Linked DNA regions of Hordeum vulgare: all the other regions are linked to region 1. Evidence: chromatin contacts called from public Hi-C data. All regions are on one chromosome and are shown on one strand. Each heading gives the region's core, a stretch centred on a gene start, on an enhancer-like site or on the middle of the called end of the contact. The rest is flanking DNA. Distances are from core to core; before and after follow the strand shown. Region 1 holds the start of LOC123411468 (MA3 DOMAIN-CONTAINING TRANSLATION REGULATORY FACTOR 1-like). Region 2 holds the start of LOC123411185 (photosystem II core complex proteins psbY, chloroplastic). Region 3 holds the start of LOC123408538. Region 4 holds the start of LOC123408728 (protein STICHEL-like 2).

The links. Hi-C and Micro-C count contacts between places; a contact is called where the count stands out from the background.
Region 2: a contact with region 1 is called in a Hi-C map of leaf, with 3 times the contacts expected there. The contact joins the promoter of LOC123411185 here to the promoter of LOC123411468 in region 1. A contact is called at or near these places in 4 of 6 Hi-C or Micro-C datasets (leaf and seedling).
Region 3: a Hi-C map of leaf shows a contact between it and region 1, with 2.9 times the contacts expected there. The contact joins the promoter of LOC123408538 here to the promoter of LOC123411468 in region 1. A contact is called at or near these places in 3 of 6 Hi-C or Micro-C datasets (leaf and seedling) and 1 of 1 datasets of contacts at active chromatin or transcription factors (embryo).
Region 4: a Hi-C map of seedling shows a contact between it and region 1, with 2.9 times the contacts expected there. The contact joins the promoter of LOC123408728 here to the promoter of LOC123411468 in region 1. A contact is called at or near these places in 4 of 6 Hi-C or Micro-C datasets (leaf and seedling) and 1 of 1 datasets of contacts at active chromatin or transcription factors (embryo).

The regions. Positions count from the first base shown.
Region 1 is chr7H:416,606,050-416,611,039 of MorexV3_pseudomolecules_assembly, reverse strand. LOC123411468 (MA3 DOMAIN-CONTAINING TRANSLATION REGULATORY FACTOR 1-like) reads right to left here and starts at 2,312. Exons shown (of 4, transcript XM_045104415.1): 1 at 2,140-2,312; 2 at 1,681-1,972. The coding sequence starts at 1,957.
Region 2 is chr7H:417,099,406-417,104,395 of MorexV3_pseudomolecules_assembly, reverse strand. LOC123411185 (photosystem II core complex proteins psbY, chloroplastic) reads right to left here and starts at 2,734. Exons shown (of 1, transcript XM_045104124.1): 1 at 1,789-2,734. The coding sequence starts at 2,573. The coding sequence ends at 1,962. LOC123411184 (succinate dehydrogenase [ubiquinone] iron-sulfur subunit 1, mitochondrial) reads right to left here. Exons shown (of 2, transcript XM_045104123.1): 2 at 3,139-3,577. The coding sequence ends at 3,406.
Region 3 is chr7H:416,116,079-416,121,068 of MorexV3_pseudomolecules_assembly, reverse strand. LOC123408538 reads left to right here and starts at 1,998. Exons shown (of 2, transcript XM_045101624.1): 1 at 1,998-2,564; 2 at 3,106-3,553. The coding sequence starts at 2,095. The coding sequence ends at 3,223.
Region 4 is chr7H:416,944,686-416,949,675 of MorexV3_pseudomolecules_assembly, reverse strand. LOC123408728 (protein STICHEL-like 2) reads left to right here and starts at 2,232. Exons shown (of 6, transcript XM_045101780.1): 1 at 2,232-2,386; 2 at 3,010-4,202; 3 at 4,309-4,525; 4 at 4,704-4,898. The coding sequence starts at 3,075.

The DNA of each region.
Region 1 (4,990 bases), core at 1,063-3,562:
GTTAACAAAACACATAATCAGTTGCTACCAGAAAGAGAGAAGCATGCATTGCAACATGCTGCAATACACTATATTCTGCACAAAATTAGGTTCCAATAACAACTACTCCCTCCGTTCCTAAATACAAGTCTTTAGAGATTCCACTACGGACTACATACGGATGTATATAGACATACTTTAGAGTGTAGACTCATTCATTTTGCTCCGTTTGTAGTCTGTAGTGAAATCTCTAAAAAGACTTATATTTAGGAACGGAGGGGGTAGAAATAATTAAAATAAGGATACCAAATGAGTTCTCCAGTTATTACAAAAATATCGAAAAACCGTACAGACAGCTAACATAAAAAGTGGAACAACAATCAGCAGGATCTAGTATAATCATATAATGGGGGCATGGTGCAAGCAAAAGTTCCCAGTATAGGATATGCATACATATACATAGATGTAGACCAAATTTCATTGACTAGATTTGTGAGCTGAAACTATTAAAAGAATACAAACTGACCATATCCCAACAGAACAAGAGATGGCCAACTGCTCATCATAGAATATGATGATCACAAGTGGGGAACAATTCACACAACAATATAGACAGCAACCATCACAGTCAGCTCATGGTACATGTTACAAGTACAAGGAATCTGAAGTGCTCTGTCTTAGCAAATGTCCTGTAAAAGATGGTTGTCTTGCCCACACAGGAAAAGTCAGTGGTATCAACTAATTGAAAGCTTATTATCAGAACAGGTAGATAATATACTCTGGACAACTTTACAGTACTATCAGATCCTGGGATCTGAGTACACCTATGAATCGAAAAAGCAGAGAGCGACAAAAAAATCCTAACACCCCGCTTGGAATGGGTGTTTATTTATACACCCATATATAATTTACACATGTAAATTACAGGCCACACACAATTTTCATCTGGAAAAGAAAATGACGGTGGGAGGCGTGTATATTTTCCTGGGGTTTAGCGTTGAGAAACGACAATCCAATCAGCGCCTGAAGGGTAACAGATGCAACCAGAATACTGGTAACCAACTCAACCAACATAGAAGAATGCTACACAGCCAGATTGTAATTGCCATTACCCGACAAAACCAATCCCCTTTAGGCAGCTCGGGAGTCCGGAGCACAAACTAACACGCACACGGAACCACTGAACTGCTTCATGCATGCAAAGCTAACCCTCGCCACCAACAGCAGGTGTATGCCGTCAAAATGTAATGGTTATCAGCTTACCAACCTACTGCAACAAATCCAAATCGGCAAACTAGTGAACAGTCAAACAATCGATGAACTCTCAACAAAATTTTGTCAGCGCAGTATGATGTATAGGTCACAATGTGCTACCTCCTTATAACGAGAGCCCAACCTCAACGAGACGCAAAAACTAGCAGCATCAGCATACCAGAACCACAAGCATACCTTCGAAATAAACATCAACAGCAAGATAAACTCAGCTGCTAAACCTGCATTCCCAGAACCCTAAACTAGATCGACTCCACGTAAGGCATGAACAACAGGCTAAGCAGTCCACTGAAGCAGTAACAATGGCAGCACAGCAATTGGCATAACGCATCGCGTCCTAATCAAGCACGCCAAGCTCTAAAACCAGCTCCATAACAAGAGGGGAGGTATTAATTACACAGAGCACAAACAGATCGAGCGCCACCTCACCTTTCTTAAGCTTGACGGCCTTCCCGGAATGCGACCGTCGCGCGTGCCTCGCCCCACCTCCGCCTCCACCCCCGCCCCCGCCTCCCCTCGCGGCGGCGGCGGCGGCGCGCACCTGCTGCTGGTGCAGCTCGTACTGCTGCAGTAGCGCGGAGGTGGTGCTCCCCGTGGGCGAGCGCGGCGATGTGAGCGAGAGCGTCTCGGCGTTCTGCACCGCGATCCGCAGCTTCTCCCGCTGCTCCTGCGTCAGGAACCCGCCTTCGTTCCTCGGCGACGCCATCCCGAATCCACCGCCCTGCGGCGACATCACACCACCAACCAAAAACCAAACCAAATCAGCGTCGCCTCGCGCCGAAATGGGGAACGAACTGGAGCGGGGGAGACGGGGGGGCGGCCGCGCGCGGGCAGCAAGCAAAGCACGGCGGGAGCCGACACCCTATCCAGACATAGCAGAGTACATACCTAGGGTTTCCTCCGCGGATCGAGCGCCCCCCGCAAACCCGTGCGCGAGATTTGCGTGCGTGCGCCGCGGCTGCGGAGCGAGCGAGCGAGTGGTATGGTAATGACTTTTTTTTTCTCCCCTACCCTTTCGCTTTTGGTTTTCCTCCTGGAGACGAGACTGCTGCAGGCGAGGGAGAGAGGGATGGATAGCGGATTTTATACGGAAGGCGGCGTGGGTTCCGGGACACGTCGCTTGCACCAGACACGCTCTTCGACCTTGTGGGACCCACCGTGTGCCTGAGCCCGCGTGTCATTGAGACGGCCGGGGGGCCTGTTGTGTGGGCTCGCCGGTTTCGAGGCCCGCTGGTCTGGGCCGCGGATCCCTATCCCATCCCCACGTGGCGCTGCCGGGTTCGGCCGCTCGTGGTTCACTTCGCGCACACCGGTTATGAACACAGCATTTGCTGACATGTGGAGCGTTGAGTCTCCTGGGCCCAGGTGTCGGTGGGATGCTGCATATTTTAGGGGCACTAGTTGAGTGGTCGGTGGGAGTCGGATCGGGCCGTGGGAGTTAGGGTTTTGCTTTGCTGGGGAGGTGGTTTGGGATCTTCTGCGGCGGCCAAGGTGGCGTCAGTGACAAGAGGGACGTCGTGATTGGCCCCGGGCCGTGTGGATAAGGCGAGTGACGGGCCGGATGAGCATGACGCGTCGGACTAAGGTCAAGATTCAGTGTCATCTCTTCATCACATTCAAACTAATACTTCCTCCACTCTAAAATTCTTGTCTTAACTTTGTCTAGAAATGAATGTATCAATATACTAAAACATAAATCCTTGCAGACGAATTATCACTAAAAAAAATCCTTGCAGACGAATTTAATTTCTTTGATTTGTCCGATCGTTCCTCAATAAGGGAGACGCCACGTTTGTGATTGATTTTGTCGGGATTAAAGTCGGCCCATGTTTGGAGCGTAGGAATTTATTTAGCAAAAAATAAAAAATCACAGGAGTTACTCATTTTCTCGCATAAACACAAGAACCTGCACGTATTTCTTTTTTGTTCAATTACTTCAAAAAAAATTGTTCAACTAAATTTTCCTCAACTTATCCAAAACTAAAGGTCCGTGTGCTCCTGATCACTCACATTGGTACTGTGAGCTTCAACCAGAGGCGAACGGCCGATCTCAGTTGGAAAAAGGCCCTCTCTTAGTTCCACAAAAAATTAATATTATTATCATGGTTTATTTGTTACATTTGTATTTTGTGTTAAATTTTTATCATAGATCTGATCGGGCCCATATAAGAGAATAATCATTCGTTAATCTCTATGGTCCATATGGATGTACGATAAGTTATGAAAAGTTTAGCACTATACGGCTACAATAGTAATCGTGAGACTCCTTTATAAGGGCTGATCCATCACGTATCATTGGAAGCTTGGAAAAAAAAGATGTACACGTGCGTTCCTCCTCCTCCTCCGCTCGCCTCGCCATGGCGTGTGCGCCACGGGTTGTGTGAATGAGTCGAGCAAGCCTAATTATGAATTAATTAACTAGTCGCTAAATGAAAGTGCCATTGTGTGAGACATTGGACCATGGGTTGTTCACTAACTCGGTCGTGGGTCTGGCCGAGGCCAATATATTTGAGGACCTATATAAGGAGACTACGTTTGTGGAGTGTGACCTAAATCGTTCATTCTCTCCCTCTCTCCATCTTGTGGAGTGTGAAGTATACCATATTTACCATGCTTGTTGTTTATTCGTGGATTAGATCAACCGATAAAGTGCTAGTTATTTCAACAATTCAAAATTCTTATTTTAGGCACTTTCGATTCATGGCTTCTCCGCTACACTGAAATAGGAAAAATTACCGGAACGCATTTTAAGCGTTGGCACACGAGGATCACCTTGTGGCTCACAGCTATGAACATTCTCTTGGTCGATGTTGTGGATCCCGTAGGAACGTTTGCTCCTCAACAAGGGAAGGCGGTCACGGAGGTGATGACCCACAAGTATAGGGGATCAATCGTAGTCCTTTCGATAAGTAAGAGTGCCGAACCCAACGAGGAGCAGAAGGCTCTGATAAAAGGTTTTCAGCAAGATAATAAATGCAAGCACTGAAAGTAGCGGTAACAAGTGATGGTGTAGTGAGGTGAAACGTAGCAAGCGAAAAGTAACAAGTAATAAGTAGTAGCAACGGTGCAGCAAGTGGCCCAATCCCTTTTGTAGCAAGGGACAAGCCTGAACAAAGTCTTATAGGAGGAAAAACGCTCCCGAGGACACACCGGAACTTCTGTCATGCTAGTTTCATCATGTTCATATGATTCGCGTTCGTTACTTTGATAGTTTGATATGTGGGTGGACCGGCGCTTGGGTACTGCCCTTACTTGGACAAGCATCCCACTTATGATTAACCCCTCTCGCAAGCATCCGCAACTACGAAAGAAGAAATAAGACAACGTCTAACCATAGCATTAAACTAGTGGATCCAAATCAGCCCCTTACGAAGCAACGCATGGACTCGGGTTTAAGCTTCTGTCTCTCCAGCAACCCATCATCTACTTACTACTCCCCACTGCCTTCCTCTAGGCCCAAATATGGTGAAGTGTTATGTAGTTGACGTTCACATAACACGACTAGAGGAAAAGACAACATACAACATATCAAAATACCGAACGAATATCAAATTCACATTGACTATTATCAGCATGACTTATCCCATGTCCTCAGGAACAAAAGTAACTACTCACAAAGCATAATCATAATCATGATCAGAGGTGTAATGAATAGCATCAAGGATCTGAACATAAACTCTTCCACCAAGTAATCCAACTAGCATCAACTACAAAGAGTAATCAACACTACTAGCAACCT
Region 2 (4,990 bases), core at 1,485-3,984, 490 kb before region 1:
GAACTCCAAGCCTTGATCAACATTTGATCTTTCAAGATCGTGTAGTTCTTTGATCTCACGCTTTTTTCCTTGCGATTGCTGATACGTCCACTCATCTATCTCCTCCACCTCGTCTTCACCACCGTGGTCATCAATGCCACCCTCTAATTCATTGTAATCAAAACCACCGATCGGGGCTTGATCGATGTCGACTCTATTGGCGGCCAACAAGTGCACGAACTCGGCAGTAGCATTGTTTCAGCCCTTCCATCGAACACCTCGCCTGCCATGGAAGCAGCGCCGTAGGAAGGCACCATCGGCGAACGTCTCGCCGAGGCGGTGGAGTGGCCGGAGGTTTCTTCGTAGGAACCTTCTTGCGCTTCACGCCCAAAACCTTGTTCATCTTCCCCGCCGACGGTCGGGCAGATCGCGCAGCGGCGGCGGCGCCCGGCGCACCTTCCCTTCCGTGTGGGCCAATCGGAATGTCGTCCTGCACGACAATGTTGCCTTGCCACTTGCGGGTTGGCGCGTTGGCGACAGAGGGAGCGGGGGCGACATGGCTGGTGACGAGATCCGATGTATGGGCTTGCGCATGCGCGACCTCCACGTTGACGAGATCCGCCGGCTGGAAGGCTTCCATGGCGGCGAAGAATGACGGTGAAGAAGGCCCGGAGCACGCGGTGGGCGGGGTAACGGCTGATGAGGAGGGGGAGCGGGGGGAACGGCACAAAAATTTCTCTCGCGCCAAATCTCGTTGCAGATAAGGGGCGAGCTCGGGTCGGCCTCCCACCCCGTGAATCTGAAGGTTGAGGGCGAACTTTTGCCGCGCCCCGCAAAAAATTTACGGGCCGAACGCCTTTGCAGGGTCCACTCTGGCAGCATTTCTCATCCCGACCCGTATTTTGACAGTTATTTTGCGGGTCGGAGCATTATAGGGGGTCTGCTAGAGATGCTCTTAGAGGGGACATGAGAGAGATAGACTGGAGAGAGAGAGAGTTTTTTTTTCTTTTGTATTGGGTCCCATGTGTACGTGGGAGAGATGGGAGAGAGTTTTGTCCTTTTTTCCTTTATTTGGGTGGGTCCCACGTGTAAGTGACATATGTAGCGAGGGTTACAAATGTTCAAAGAACAGCACATTGGCGATCAAAGGCATTTGACCGAACGGAAATGACACGGAAGGGTATTTTCATAAAGCACTCTAACGGAAGAGGGGCAAAGTTGACCACTATTTATTTTAGGGGTAAAGATGTGGTCGGGTCAAAGTTAGGAGAGAAAATGGATATGTCCCTTTTTACAAGCATTTGGGAGTGTCGATTTTGTCTAATTTTTCAAGAACTAATAAAAATTGTCAATGTTTGCCTTAAAAAGAAATTTATTCTTTTGTTTAATTTACTCATTTAAGCTTGGAAGCAGAAGAAGGCTTTCGCTCTCCTACAGCCTATTGTGAGGTACCCACCAACTGGCCACCTTCGTCGGCACCCACCCACTGGCCACCTTCGTCGGCACACCACCCCTTTGTACGAGGGGCGCTAGTGAGTGAAGAAGATTGCTCGAACCCAAACCACAGATCGAGTGCTCCAAACGGCTAATCTCTACTGGAGCGATCATGAGATTTCTAGTGAAGTAGTGATATAAGTACAGTATTAGTGGTTTGCAAGAAAAACATGGCATCCTAAGCACTCTGTGACTTGCGGTTTGCCCAGGCTTTCCAAAGCTTCTCGGCCCGTCGTGCCTATCTATGATCAAAGCACCTCCCAAAACCCCAATCCAGCATGGAACGTAGTAGCAGAAAAGAACATTAAACTGAAGTGAGAGAAAACAAGAAGAGCTGTACTGCATTTGATCAATGGAAGGAACAAGATTAGAGAGTATGCAAGCGGACACTCACACCACGTTCCACGCTACTACCACGACTCTTATAATAGACCAACGCACACAACATACGGTACGATGCCATGACGACGACGACGACGTACGCGCGCTCAGTTGGACCGCATTTTGTTGAGCTGATTGAGCGCCGGCTGCAGAATGTTGTAGAGCACCCAGCCGAGGGCGGGCGCCACCACGAAAAGCAGCAGCAGGCCCCGGTTGTCGTCGGCCGGCGCGACCGCCGCCAGCGCGGCGAGCTCCTGCACGGCGGCGGAGGCCGGCTCCGGCACGGCGGCCAGGCCGGCGGCCGCGGCAGCGCCGATGCCCAGCCCGGCGACGAGCGCCTTCTCGGACCGCATCTTGTTGAGCTGGTTCAGCGCCGGCTGGAGGATGTTGTAGAGCACCCACCCGAGCGCGGGCGCCACCACGAAGAGCAGGAGTAGGCCCCGGTTGTCGTCCGCGGGCGCCGCCGCCGCCACGTCCGCGATCCGCTGCGACGCCATCGCCGCGTCCGACGAGGCCAGCGAGGTGAAGAAGGCGCTCGCCATGGCAGCGGCCGCCGGCGACACGGCCAGGGCTCCCTTCTTGGCCGCGTTCTTCTGCAGGCTGCGCAGCGAGATGCTCGGCGACGCCACCTTGGCGCTGGACGACGTCGACGACGAAGGCGCCGACCTCGCCGTGATCTTGGCGGGCTTGAGCATGGTCATCGTGGCTATGGTCGCCATTGACGCCTAGCTCCCTGGTTGCTCGCTGCCTTCTCTCCCTCGCAAGAAGCTCTCACGCTGGCAAAAAGGTGGATGGAGGGGTGCTGTGGGGTGCGCGGGTGTGTAATGCGATGCCCTTCCCTTCCCCTGCGTTTCTAGAACGGACGATGTGGCGTGGCTAGCTTATCTTGTGCGGCGAGTGTGCGATGGAGGTTTGAAAGCTTATCTCGCGGCCTGCAACTTGCAATGCCATTGGCTGTGGGAGCAACTAGGCGGGGACCACACGATTTACATGGAGACTTTGGTGAGAGGAAGTGGAGTCGTGAAATGAATCGGAAATTCAGATATCTCACAGTAGTAGGAATATAAGCGTGCCCTAGAATGTCCTATGGTACCAAACGACAAGATCGTATTCGTCTCAAGAAAAGACAAGATCGGAGATCGTCTGGATTGAAACGTCTAGGTATTTTCGGTGAATTTCAGTTAAAAATACACGAAATGACGTTCATCTTCGTGCTCCACAATGTCTTTCCTCTTCGTTTACGCTGATCATTGCAGAACTATTCTGTAACACAGACGAAGGAAGTAGACAACACCATCCAAACGTTGATAATAATTAATAAGTTTATGAATTACTTCATGCATGAGCATCAAAATATGATGAACCACCAAACTAGATACAGCACGGAAAGAACAAAATCTGGTAGCAATTATTCACTCCCTACACGGAATCGCCAGGCGTTTCCATCCATTATTCGTCAGGGTAGAAACCATGGAGCAAAAACAAACCAAATGGCAGGCTGATTACAACTTTCCGACATCTCCACGGGGGAAGACCCTGCTCTGCTCACACTCAGGCTCCGAGCTGCAGCTTCTTTATTGTGTCGATCTGCTTTGCAGGGTTCAGCCCCTTGGGGCAGGCATGCGTGCAGTTCTTGATGGTGTGGCAGCGGTACAGCTTGAACTCGTCGTTGATGGAGTCAAGGCGCTCCTTTGTGAACTCATCACGGCTGTCTTGGATCCACCTGGGAAGAACCAATGTGTTTATGGCACACGCCAAAGAAGCATGTTATATCTCTCAGACACTGCAGTCGTAAGCCCAATCCAAAGAACCAATGTGTTTATGGCTCAAGGCATTTGAAACACTTGCAGATATGTGAAAATGATACTTAAACAAGTTATAAATGACTAAGATGTTTCCCGGTTCTTCTGACTAAGGGCACTTGCAATTATTAGTCAAAAGATATTGTTCAAATTTTTGTGTGCCTTATATCAGATCATGTTTTAGATTAGAAGTTAAAAGGGCAAATTGTGACAAACAATATGATAAATCAGAGGATCAGATATACTAAATCTCAGTGCACTCATCAAATAAAACCAGATGAGATAAATATTGAATCAAACAGCCAGCTTATAGAAACCTTGAACAATAGAATCTTTAGCTTCATAAATGCTGAATAGCATGAAAAACAGTACATTACACTGCCTCAACTAAATAAAGAGAAAACCATGCCGTTTGCTGGCAGTAAAAAAACTTGACAGATAGTTTCAGGAATCAAACACTGAAAGAGGGCAACCTTATTTTGCTGGCCTACTGAAGAGCTAGTTCTTTCTTCTACCCATCTGTTAACATCTACCAAGATGCTTTCTTAACACCCATCAGTTCACCCTTATTTGCCAAGGTACGGAACACGATACGAGACATGCGGAATTTTTGGTAGACACCACGAGAGCGGCCCGTGAAAATACAGCGGTTTCTAAGACGTGTCATGTTACTATTTCTTGGCAGCTTGGACAACTTATAGCGAAACTTATCCCGCATATCTGATGGAAGATCAGGGTCCCTACAGACAGACTTATAAAGCTTTCCTCTCAGCTCATATTTTGCTGCAAGCAATCTACGTTTGTGATCACGCATGTTTCTCTTCTCTGAGACCCCATGATATCCTCGAGCTTGGACGTGCATGAACATGCTGGGTTTTGGTTTCATTAGCGTCCCCCACAGCGGAAGCCTAAAAAGGGTGAACGGGTGAACGTGTCATGGACTTAACAACATCCTAAAGCTTACAACAAAAGGCATTAAATATATTAGACAATTAGCATTTTAATTCTGGTAGAACATAACCATAATTTGCGGGTAAAGGGGGAAACTAGCATGCTCTATACTGAAAGAGAGGTTACCACAAATAAAAGTAACTTCCAAATCAAGGCCACCTCAAGAATTAGGCTACTAGTGGGGGGATAGGGGGGCTAGGACTTCCGATGTCATCCACAATCCTAATAAGGAAGAAGACTCGCGAAGTCATGAAGAAGCAGACTGCTGAAATGACAAACTCATGATTATTTCCAACAGTGGCGCATCAACTTCCAAAACAATCAGCCAAAGACCAGATAAAAAAGAATAAAAACAGTCCCTAGATAAGGCATTCTTCAACCAA
Region 3 (4,990 bases), core at 749-3,248, 490 kb after region 1:
TCAGATGGCCAAACTCGGTGGCACCGATACCCAAATTCGGAAATTCCGATTTTGTGTATCTTGGCAATAGAATGTTAGTCACATTGAAATCAGCAGCACCGATATGGATTCGGTTGCACCGATTTGGTGGGAATGGCTAGGGTTTTTGTCTCGGGTCAAACTCGGTGGGTCCGAAATTTGGAAGTTGGTGACACCGAATTTGAGTATGTGGATTTTGACAGAATGGATATGTGGGAAAATGTCTGAGTATTTTGGTGGCTAACTTTGAGCACTTTGAGCAATCAGTTCATTTTACTACCTCACCCCCTTTTAATAGTATTGGCTTTCCTATGGGCTCAAAAGTGATTTCTCACAAATATAAAATGAAGAGTCTTCTAGCTTGAAGCTTGAGCCAATATTATTCCTTTTTTGCATCAAGGGGCATCTCCACATAAACCTTTACCCAAAGCTCTCCATGGATTAAACCTGAAATATCTGGTAAAATTATTAGTCCAAGAGACAATGTATGTTGTCATGAATTATCAAAACCACCAAGGGAGCATATGTGCTTTCAAGATCACGGACCGGTGAGCCATGGACATACATGTCAGTCGATGTTGGCACCACTCTCTGGGCAGTCCATCACCTCTTCCTGAATCCCATGCCACTTGTTGCACGCTAGTTAGATGCTCGCCCAATGGTTGGACAAGGCCTTGTCGCCGCGCTCCATGTGTATGCCGGCGAACTCGGGGTCGACCAACTTGCGCTCGTCGAACGCCGTCTTGATCTTTCTCGAGTACGTATCGGTGGTCTGGTTCGCACCGGTAATTGGGTCGATGCTGATAGTCTTCCATGCTTCGGCGAGGCACTCGTCTTCCTTCGCCGTCCACTTGACGCGAGTCTCAGTCGTCTTCCTGTTGGTCGCTCGTTTCTTCTTCTTTCTCCCCTTGCTCCTCGCCGGCTCCAGCTCTGTCGGTTCTTCCTCCTCCACCACGTCCTCCTCATCCATGTCGTCGCCGATTTCCAGCGGTTCCTCTTGTGTGCTGAACCAGGGGCACGAAGCGGCGGCTGTTGAGCCGTTGTTGATGATCTCCTTCATCTCGGCGTCGCCATTGCTGAATTGTGGCATTGAACCCGGCGCGAAAGGCAGGGGGCACGGCACAGACCCGTCGTAGACGAACCGAGTACGTCGACGAGTAGCCGTACTGGGTGTTGTGGCTGGCGGTGAACACGGAAGGCGTGCGCGGGAAGGTGGTGTTGGTGTTGAAGCCGCTGAGAGCATCGTCGTCGACATATTCTGGCTTGGAGGGCGCGTAGCCCCACACCGACGATGGGAAGTTGGCCGGTGATGCGACGCTCTGCTGGCTACCTCACGCGCCTTGTGGAAACGAGCTCTCCTATTGACGCGGAAAGATCGGGCGCTCGATCGCCATGGTCGAGCGAGGCGTCGCCTCCTGCTCCGCTGCTGCATCCCTGAATTTCTTCATGATGAGACTATTCCGCCGATAGGTGGTCACCGCCGCCCTCCGATCAACGTCGATCTTCCACCGCGCGTTTGTCAAGCCTGCGGGCCTTGGCATCGGCGTCCTCGCCTTTGGTGTGGCGGGTTCGATGGCTTGGCAAGGGGCGGCGTACTTCTTCGACAGCACTGCGGGAGAGAAGATGGAGAGAATGGAGGGAACGAGGAGGGGGGATGTGGATGATGGGAAGGGAAAGGGAGGGAAAAGGCACAAACGCCGGGAAAATCGACGAGTGTCGCCGATAGTGCGGCCCCACGCAACTTTTTGCTTCAGTCGGCGCCCACACGCGCCCCCAGCGTGCTGGATTCGGCCTGGGTCCATCGGCGTCAATTTCGATCCAAACCAACGAAAAACAAGGTCCTAAAAATGCGACTTGGCTTTTTTTTTTTAACGTCGACGATAAAAAAAAAGACCTAGGGGCTATTGGTCGGTGGAGATGCTCTAAGCCCAATTCTAGTTGTTCTAAAAGAAAAGCGCCCAAATGTAAGCCCAACTATAGTACAAGTAGGTTTTCTACTTTCTCGACCCGGCCGAAACCCCAAAGCCCACCACCCTGTTCCCGTCCGTCGCCGGCGCGCACCACCTGTCTACCACCATGCCAACCACGGCCGCCGCACGATCCTTCTTCTCACCGCCAGCACCACATGCTCTCCTCCACGCGGGATCACGGACCACGGTCGCCTCCTTCCCGCGTGGATCGCCTCCTACCGTCGCTCTCTCCCTCTCGATCTCCGCCTCGGCCCCCTCCTCGCCGTGGGCGCCGGCGGCCAACCCCAAATACCACAACGCGAAGGTGGACGCGGGAGACGAGTACGTGGACGGGGGCGATCTGCTGCGGCAGTTCACGCGGGAGGTGGGGCGGGCCGGCGTCATGCACGAGGTCAGGCGGCGGCGGTGGCACGAGGATGCGCGGGACAAGCGCAAGCGAAAGTCCCGCGACGCCGCATGGAGGCTCAGCCGCAGGTGCGCCCCTGCTCGATCCATCCACCTGTTGCTTAATCCCGTGACCCGCCTTTGGGCCTCCCCCCTCCCCGGGTTCATCTTCATCCGCTCTCACTATAAATGGTTGCTCCATTGTCCTGTCCATTTTAAGTGCTACAGATCACATGATTAGTGATTAATGCTGTACAATTATGTGTCTTCCATGTTAGCAACCATCCACATATGAACTCGACGTGACATCGAAATTAAGCAGCAAACTCATGCCACATCAGACCACCGTACATATATATTTCAGGGTAGCGATTGAACCAATCACTGTAGCTGTATTATGTACCACAAACTATTAGTTCTGAATGGAAGTGATCATGAAATTTATGTTCAGCTGTGTATCTGTGCACATTATTTGGATCCCTCAAGTGTTTATCATGAATTCAGGTTAATAGTGTGCATTTACAGTACATAGAAACGAAACCTGTACTAGATTCCAAGTCGATTATTCGTTGAAGAATCGTGTAGCAGAGTTTAAACTAGACTTTGTAGTGTGCAAGGGGCCTGTCAGCGGTTGTAAAGTACACGATTGTACATAGTGATCCCTCGAGTTCATTTCGACTTTACCATTTTTCTTCTTGATTGCTTAATTGGTGCTAATAGTTTTGTCTGGCAGGCGCTTCAAGGGTCCATATCCATTTGACGATGAGCAGGAGTCGAAGGAGGGTACCACGGACGATGATGGGCGTGACAACTGGGAGCTTCCTGGAGGAGAGTTTCCTTCTTTCAGATGAACCAAGAAGCTACATTCATCCATGTTTTGTCTGACAAAGAATTCTGACCATGCAACTTCAGTTATACTGTATTTCTGTAGTTGGAGGAGGACTTAACTTATTTTGTGGGGATCCATAATTCATTTAGGAGGAGGGAAGACTTGGATAGGTAGGCTGAACACGCATCTTCGGCATCGAAAACTCTGATGAATGTTATGTGCGATCTCTCTGGTGTGTAATTCGTATAGAATTGCCAGTTTGCTGTAATGGCTCAACGCCATGTGCCTTCCATTGGAATTGAAATTGATAGTTTTCTGTTCCAAAGACTTTATCTAGTGATCTTTTCATCCATTTCTATTTTGAGAGCTGCAGTGTGCAACTTTATTTTTATGTTATTTTTGGTTACGGGAAGCTGCAATGTGCAGCTTGGAGGAAGCACACGGGGCTGATTTATAGTGGGCCCATAATAGGCCAAATTCCCCTGCAACTACAAGTAGACAGAGTTCATTTTCCCCTCTTCTTTGTGTATGAATGAATTCATTGGTGGTACAAATTGGCAGTTCCATATCCTGATAAATGATCTAAACTCGGTAACTTATGGCTATATTTTGCAGTGGTTCCAAAATCCGGAACTTTTCCCCATTTTCTTCAAAAGCAAGATGCATGATCATTTAAACCAATTGGTACATGCTAAACTGATCGAGTGGGTCAACACTTATTTTTCCGACAAGAGAATTGACCAGTTTACAAGGAAAACTGGCTGAAAACCGAGAGTAGGTGAACACTTAGATGCAGCCAAGACGGACTAGTGACAGTTGGTATCGGCTTCGGTGTCGGCAAAGTTACAGCTGATGCTTTTCAACTCGCTCTTTCAAAAGGAAAAAAAAAGGTAAGGAATGATTCCACGTTTTAAAGCGTGCTGGTTATGATAAGTAAGAACAAAAAAAGGACATAAACGACGAATGGAGATGAGACATTTCGTTTTGCCACGCGGGTTTTTGGTATTATTAGGCGTATGATTGGGGATGCCCTTCTTCTGCTGCTTCGTCTCGTGGCCATTCGTCGAGTTGGCGACCGTGCCGTGCATGCGGCTGGGGCTTACTTGCAGAACGGTCGAATGCTCCAGCACAGCGGCGGAAGATTGCTTCTGGAGTTTTGCGTCAGCAAAGAGCAGACAGCAGCTCCGCGTCCGACTGAACGCCTAACATCAGGCCCACCCACTGCACCTGTATTTGAGTTTGTTTTTTTCAAGTCTCATTTCTTTTATTTGGTATTCAGAAGGCTGGCAAAGTGAAGAAATGAAGACAAAACAATGGGAGACACATCCGCTCTGTACATAACATGGTTTGTCAGCTGCTCAGAGCTTCAAGCCACGGGAGAAAAAGAAAGCCATGGCAAAAAAAAAAAAAAAAAGCTTCTGGTGAGGACATAAATGAATATCTGAATTTCAAATTTGTCAAGTACTCCCTCCCTCTGTAAACTAATATAAAATCTTTTAGATGAGTACAAGAATCGAATGGATTTGAGTTAAATCGCCCATCTAACTGTCTCCCAGCAGTGAACCCCATGTGAGCCGTTGCATTCTGCCTTGTGTCATCAGTAGCAACAGTTTCTGTGCGCTTGTACAGGCAGGCTACTGGCTACATCACCTTCTACAGTACGTACATTGCAGCGAGCGAGCACAACTTTGCTGTGCCGGAGAGATAAGCAAATGTATATGGTGCGCTGTGCCAGCATACCAGCCAGAAATTCAGGCACTGTTGCCCAATTCTTCACTTCAGGAACCAT
Region 4 (4,990 bases), core at 983-3,482, 340 kb before region 1:
ATGAGTCCTGGCGTTCTGGTCGGGTCCAGACTTCGTGGCCCCTGGCGTCTGGACCTTTGCCACATTAGCCGATCAACGGAAGGAGGGAATGAAAGCGGGCCCGTGTCAGACGCCGGGATGTGTGGCGTCTCCTAGGCAACCCAAACGCCACGATGGATGACATCACGTAAAGAGATTATATTTGAGTTTATTTTTAAACTAGGATCGAATCTGTAATTATTTTAGGCTTTAGGTTAGAACAGAAAAAAATTGGCCTCGCATGTTCAAGTGGTCCATGTGAATCCGAACCTCAAGTCTACCCCCTCCATAAATTTCTCCCCAGGGGTTCAGAACTAGGGAAAGGACTCCATTGATGATGGGGCGTTTACGCCCTGACAAAATCTTCGTCTGCTGCCTCCATGGAGATCTTCAACTGTAGCAGCAAATATTACCATACACTGACCAGTGTCCAGTCAATGCTGTTCAGTAAAGAGGGGTTCTCCTCCGTCTCAAGGAAAGCTTGATTTTACGCTTGCCATTTGCCGTCTCGTGGACAGATGGATGCAACACTTCTTCTTGCCCTGTCTGCTCCAACAGTCACACAGCGCACCACATAGCCACCTTCTCTCTGTACAGCGGACTTCCACAGCTCGTGCATGTGCATCTTTTTCACAAACAAGATAGTAGAGGAAAATGAGAGAGAGATGGCATGGAGCATGGAGTATGGAAGAACGATATAGGATTCTTTTCCAGCTTTTGCTGCCATATGTCTGTAGCGGAATTGCACGCATGGGATTCCATTCCAGCCCATTCCAGCAATTCTCACTGTAGAGGCTCTGCACTTTGTCGTCTATATTGCATTAGTAGTAGTATATGATCATACTTTGTCATGCTGATTCATATTATACGTAGCTCAATACTGAAACCTTAGGTTAGTATCATCAAATATTGTTCCCAGACCATGCTAGGTTTTACGGAAGCTAAACGAAAGGGTCAAACCAAACAGTGGGACCTTTTCACGGCAAGCTATACTGTCGCCGTTAGGCCCTTAGGCTCTTGTTTTTAATCACAGGAACGTACCGTACTGATCTAGTATGATTAAGAACACAGGCCGGCATAACCTCATATATTTTCAATGAAAAACATATAAGCATGCGGAACTGTCTGATTTGGGAATGCTTATCTTGGAGTAGATTCGGACATGATGATGCGATCATATCTTAATGGGTGGGCTAATCTCATGATTAAAGCCACATTTGTTTCAGCAGCGCAGTGAGCAGAGGAGTCGAGACTAGTTAGCTCATCATCAACGCCCTGCCATTGCCTAATCACTAGCAGTAGTAATGAAATGGTGATTAGAAAACGAGTAAACACGTCGTCGTACCCAACTAACCTTGGTCCCCCCTGTGTCGTATCCCCGTCAAAAGAAGAGAGATAAATAATACTACGACGAACATGTGCTGTGGAGAAAAAAGAAGGTCCCGGACATCCATCCTCCTAGCCTGGCACAAGAAACAAACTCTGACGATGCTGCATACAAAACAGAAACAGTTGAACGTTGTCAAAAAAAAAAAAAAACAGAAACAGTAGGAGCATCACAATTCCGTAACATGGGCATGCTCCAAATCAGATGATAAACAAATCTCCTCCAATTATAATTCCGTCTTATAAATAGAAGAGTTTTAAAAAACCCGTCTTATAAAAGGCAATTAGTAGCGTTTGGAACACACACGGGTTTTTCCACTATTTAAACGCATGATGTGAATTTACGGAGGAAGGGGGGAAAATGAGGCCATGCCAGGAAAGCCAAATTTTGCTTTTGGGCGAAACAGAGTTATTTTGCAGTAAAGGACGAAGAGAGGACGAGCAGAGCGGTGGGGTCACGAGCCCCCGCCCCCGGCATCAGCAACAGTAAATCCCACGCCACCCCCTCCCCGCAACATCTCTCACGCTCCGTTACGATTCGGCCGGCCGTGACGGAGCCGTGCGATCCTCTCGCCAAAAGACGAGCATACCCCTTCTTTTCACAGGTATCTACGGCCGTAGAGCCACCGACGGGCGATGGCAGGCGGCCCGAGGCGCGGCCGGCCTCCGATTTCCTCTACTCAAGTCTCCGCCCAGGCCTCTCGCGGTGTTAACCATCCGTCGACTTCGGACGTATTTACGCGCTCTGCCACTGCGCTGCCCCTCGTCTTCTTCTTGCTCCTGCGGCCCTAGCTCCCTTCCCTCCCCCTCGCTCGCGTTATTAATGCGGCGGTGGTGGCGGTGGTGCTAAATACCGGGAGCGGGCTGGAGCGCAGCGGTCGGGTGTGGCGGTGACGGTGCCTAAAGGCTGTGCCGGTTTTCGTCTCCTCCTCCTCCTCGTCGGCGGCGGCGGTGGACGGCTTCGGGGTGGCAGGGGCGTAGGGTAAGCATTCTTTCGGTTCGAATCCCCACCTTTCCTCTTCTGTTCCTGCTCTTCTGGTTATTCGGTTCGCGTGTCGCCGAGATGCTCTCATCTTTCGTTTTACTATTTTCCTTCTTTGAGGTGGTGCATTCCTCTACGGGGAATTGCGCTCCCCTCTCTTTTTTTTAATCCCCCCGCTCCCAGGTTTTTTTCTTCCAACAACCTCAATTCCCAGGTTGTTTTTTCTCTCCTCTTGTTTTTTCTTCTTAGATGCATTCTGCATTCACGATTTGCTCAAAACCACCGGTGCAGCAAGATTGATTTGCTCAATCACTGGTGCAGCAAGATTGATTTGCTCAAACCCGTACGCCCAATTTCTATCCTTTTTTGCTCCCAAAGATTGATTGTCTGCGCGGTAAATGCTGTTTAGGGTAAATCGCAGCGGGAGGGAGTTTGTTTCCTAAAAAATCGCAGTACATGGCCTGCATTTCCAGTTACCAACAATCTAAAAATAGATGGAAATTTTAGATGGGGGAATCTGCTTCATGTTTCAAAATTTTGTGTTACTAGTTTGCAGACGTGCAGTGCATGTGCTTTCCTTGTCATAAATCAAAATTGTTCCTGAACACTCGTCCGCATTGCAGGATTCAGCAGTCTGCAGTCTTCAGTCGTAGAATCAGCGTGTGGAGTTGGTTGGAAGCTTTGCAAGATGATTGAGGGGAGGAGGCATTCGGTTGACATCCCGATTTCGAGGGCTCTAGTCGCCGTCATGAGGTCCAGATCTCTGAGGGACCCAGACACCAACTCGCTGGCCAAGTACTCGGCTAAGAAGACCATATGGGAAGGGTGTTCCCTCGAGGAAGATGACGTCGAGGCAAGCAATTATGGCAGGCACAGCTTCAGCTACAACATGTATGATCATGTTCAGAGGAGGAGGGAGGAGTTTGGCGGCCGCCTAGCCAACTCGCCGATCAACATAATCAAGGCCAACGCGAGGGTGAAGGCGGCGCTTCATAACCAGAACTGCTGCTCTGCGATCTCCGGGATGTCGAGGGCGGCCAAGGACAGGGCTTTCTCTCTGGTGATCGAAGGGGAAGAGCTCGGTCGGAGTGAGCCCCAGGAAGGCGCGAGAAGCTTGCTCCAGAAGTACCGGCCGAAGTCTTTCTCTGAGCTGGCTGGACAGAATGTTGTTGCACAGTCTCTTTCAAATGCTGTTTCTCAAGGAAAACTTGCTCCAATCTATCTCCTCCATGGTCAGCACGGCATTGGCAAGACATCCGCGGCTAGAGTATTCGCAGCGGCGCTGAATTGCCTCTCTCCAGGTGGGAACCAACCTTGTGGGCACTGCGAGGAATGCGTGGTCATATTCTCAGGAAACAGCAGCAGTGTGGTTGAGGTTGATGCTTCCAAACTGGATTGCAAATCTAGGGTTGCTGTCTTGCTCAGGAATGCCTGTGAAGTTCCTGCTTCTTCGCACTTCAAGGTACTTATTGTAGATGATTGCCAACATATGGATAAGGAGGGATGGTACTCCATCTACAGCAGCCTTGAAGGGATCCCTGCGAGCTCAATATTTGTCATGATAACGTCCGACATCGATAAACTACCAAACAACTCTGCTGGATGGTGCCAGAGCTATAGGTTTTGCAAGATAGACGACACAGAGATTGTCCACCGGTTGAGCCAGATCTGCACAAAAGAAGGTATGGAGTTTGAAGTCGAAGCGCTGGAGCTTCTTGCTCGCAAGGCCAGTGGTTCCATTCGGGATGCAGTCCAAATGCTTGACCAACTAACTCTGCTAGGAAAAAGAATCAGCAAATCAGTAACATATGACTTGGTAAGTTGATTTACTCAAGCTTTCTAACTTTATATATATCATCAGAAAATATGTTATCCTTTTTTCCTTCTTAGAACCTGTAAATAACCCCTAGTTATTTTGGCAGATAGGTGATGTCTCAGATGAAGAGTTGCTTGATCTTCTTAATCTGTCGATGTCATCAGATGCTGCTACCATTGTCCGGAGGGCTAGGGAGCTTTTGAGTTCGAAGGTCGATCCCATGCAGCTATTAGCCCAGCTTGCAAATCTTATCATGGATATTTTAGCTGGGAAGCACCCCTCAGATTCTTCAGAAGTTAGGAAAGTTATTGGCAAAAATACATGTACGTTCCCTTCCCTTCCGAGGCAAACTAGTTACACGAGACATAGCGGCACACAGATCTGCTATTTTGTTTATGATTTATCTAGCTTAGCATTATCCCTATATGTGTGTATCTAAGCTTACAGTGTCCATGGATCTGTTATTTCCAAATCAATCTAACCTCGTGTGCAACTTCTCAGCTGCTGAGGTGGACGTGCACAAACTTAGGAATGCGCTGGAAATACTTTCTGAAACTGAAAAGCAATTGAAAACCACAAAGAACCAGTCCACTTGGCTCACCGCCGCCCTGCTACAGTTCAATATGAGAGAGCCTTACTGCCTAGAAGCCCTTGATGATACTGCAGTTTCAAGCATGTTCACAGAGAGTCAAACAGGTAACTGGTATTCTACGTCTGTAAAAGGCATGCTGTGTTACTTCCAAAATAGTATGTCAGTGCTTCATATAGTATATCATTGTGAAACAAAT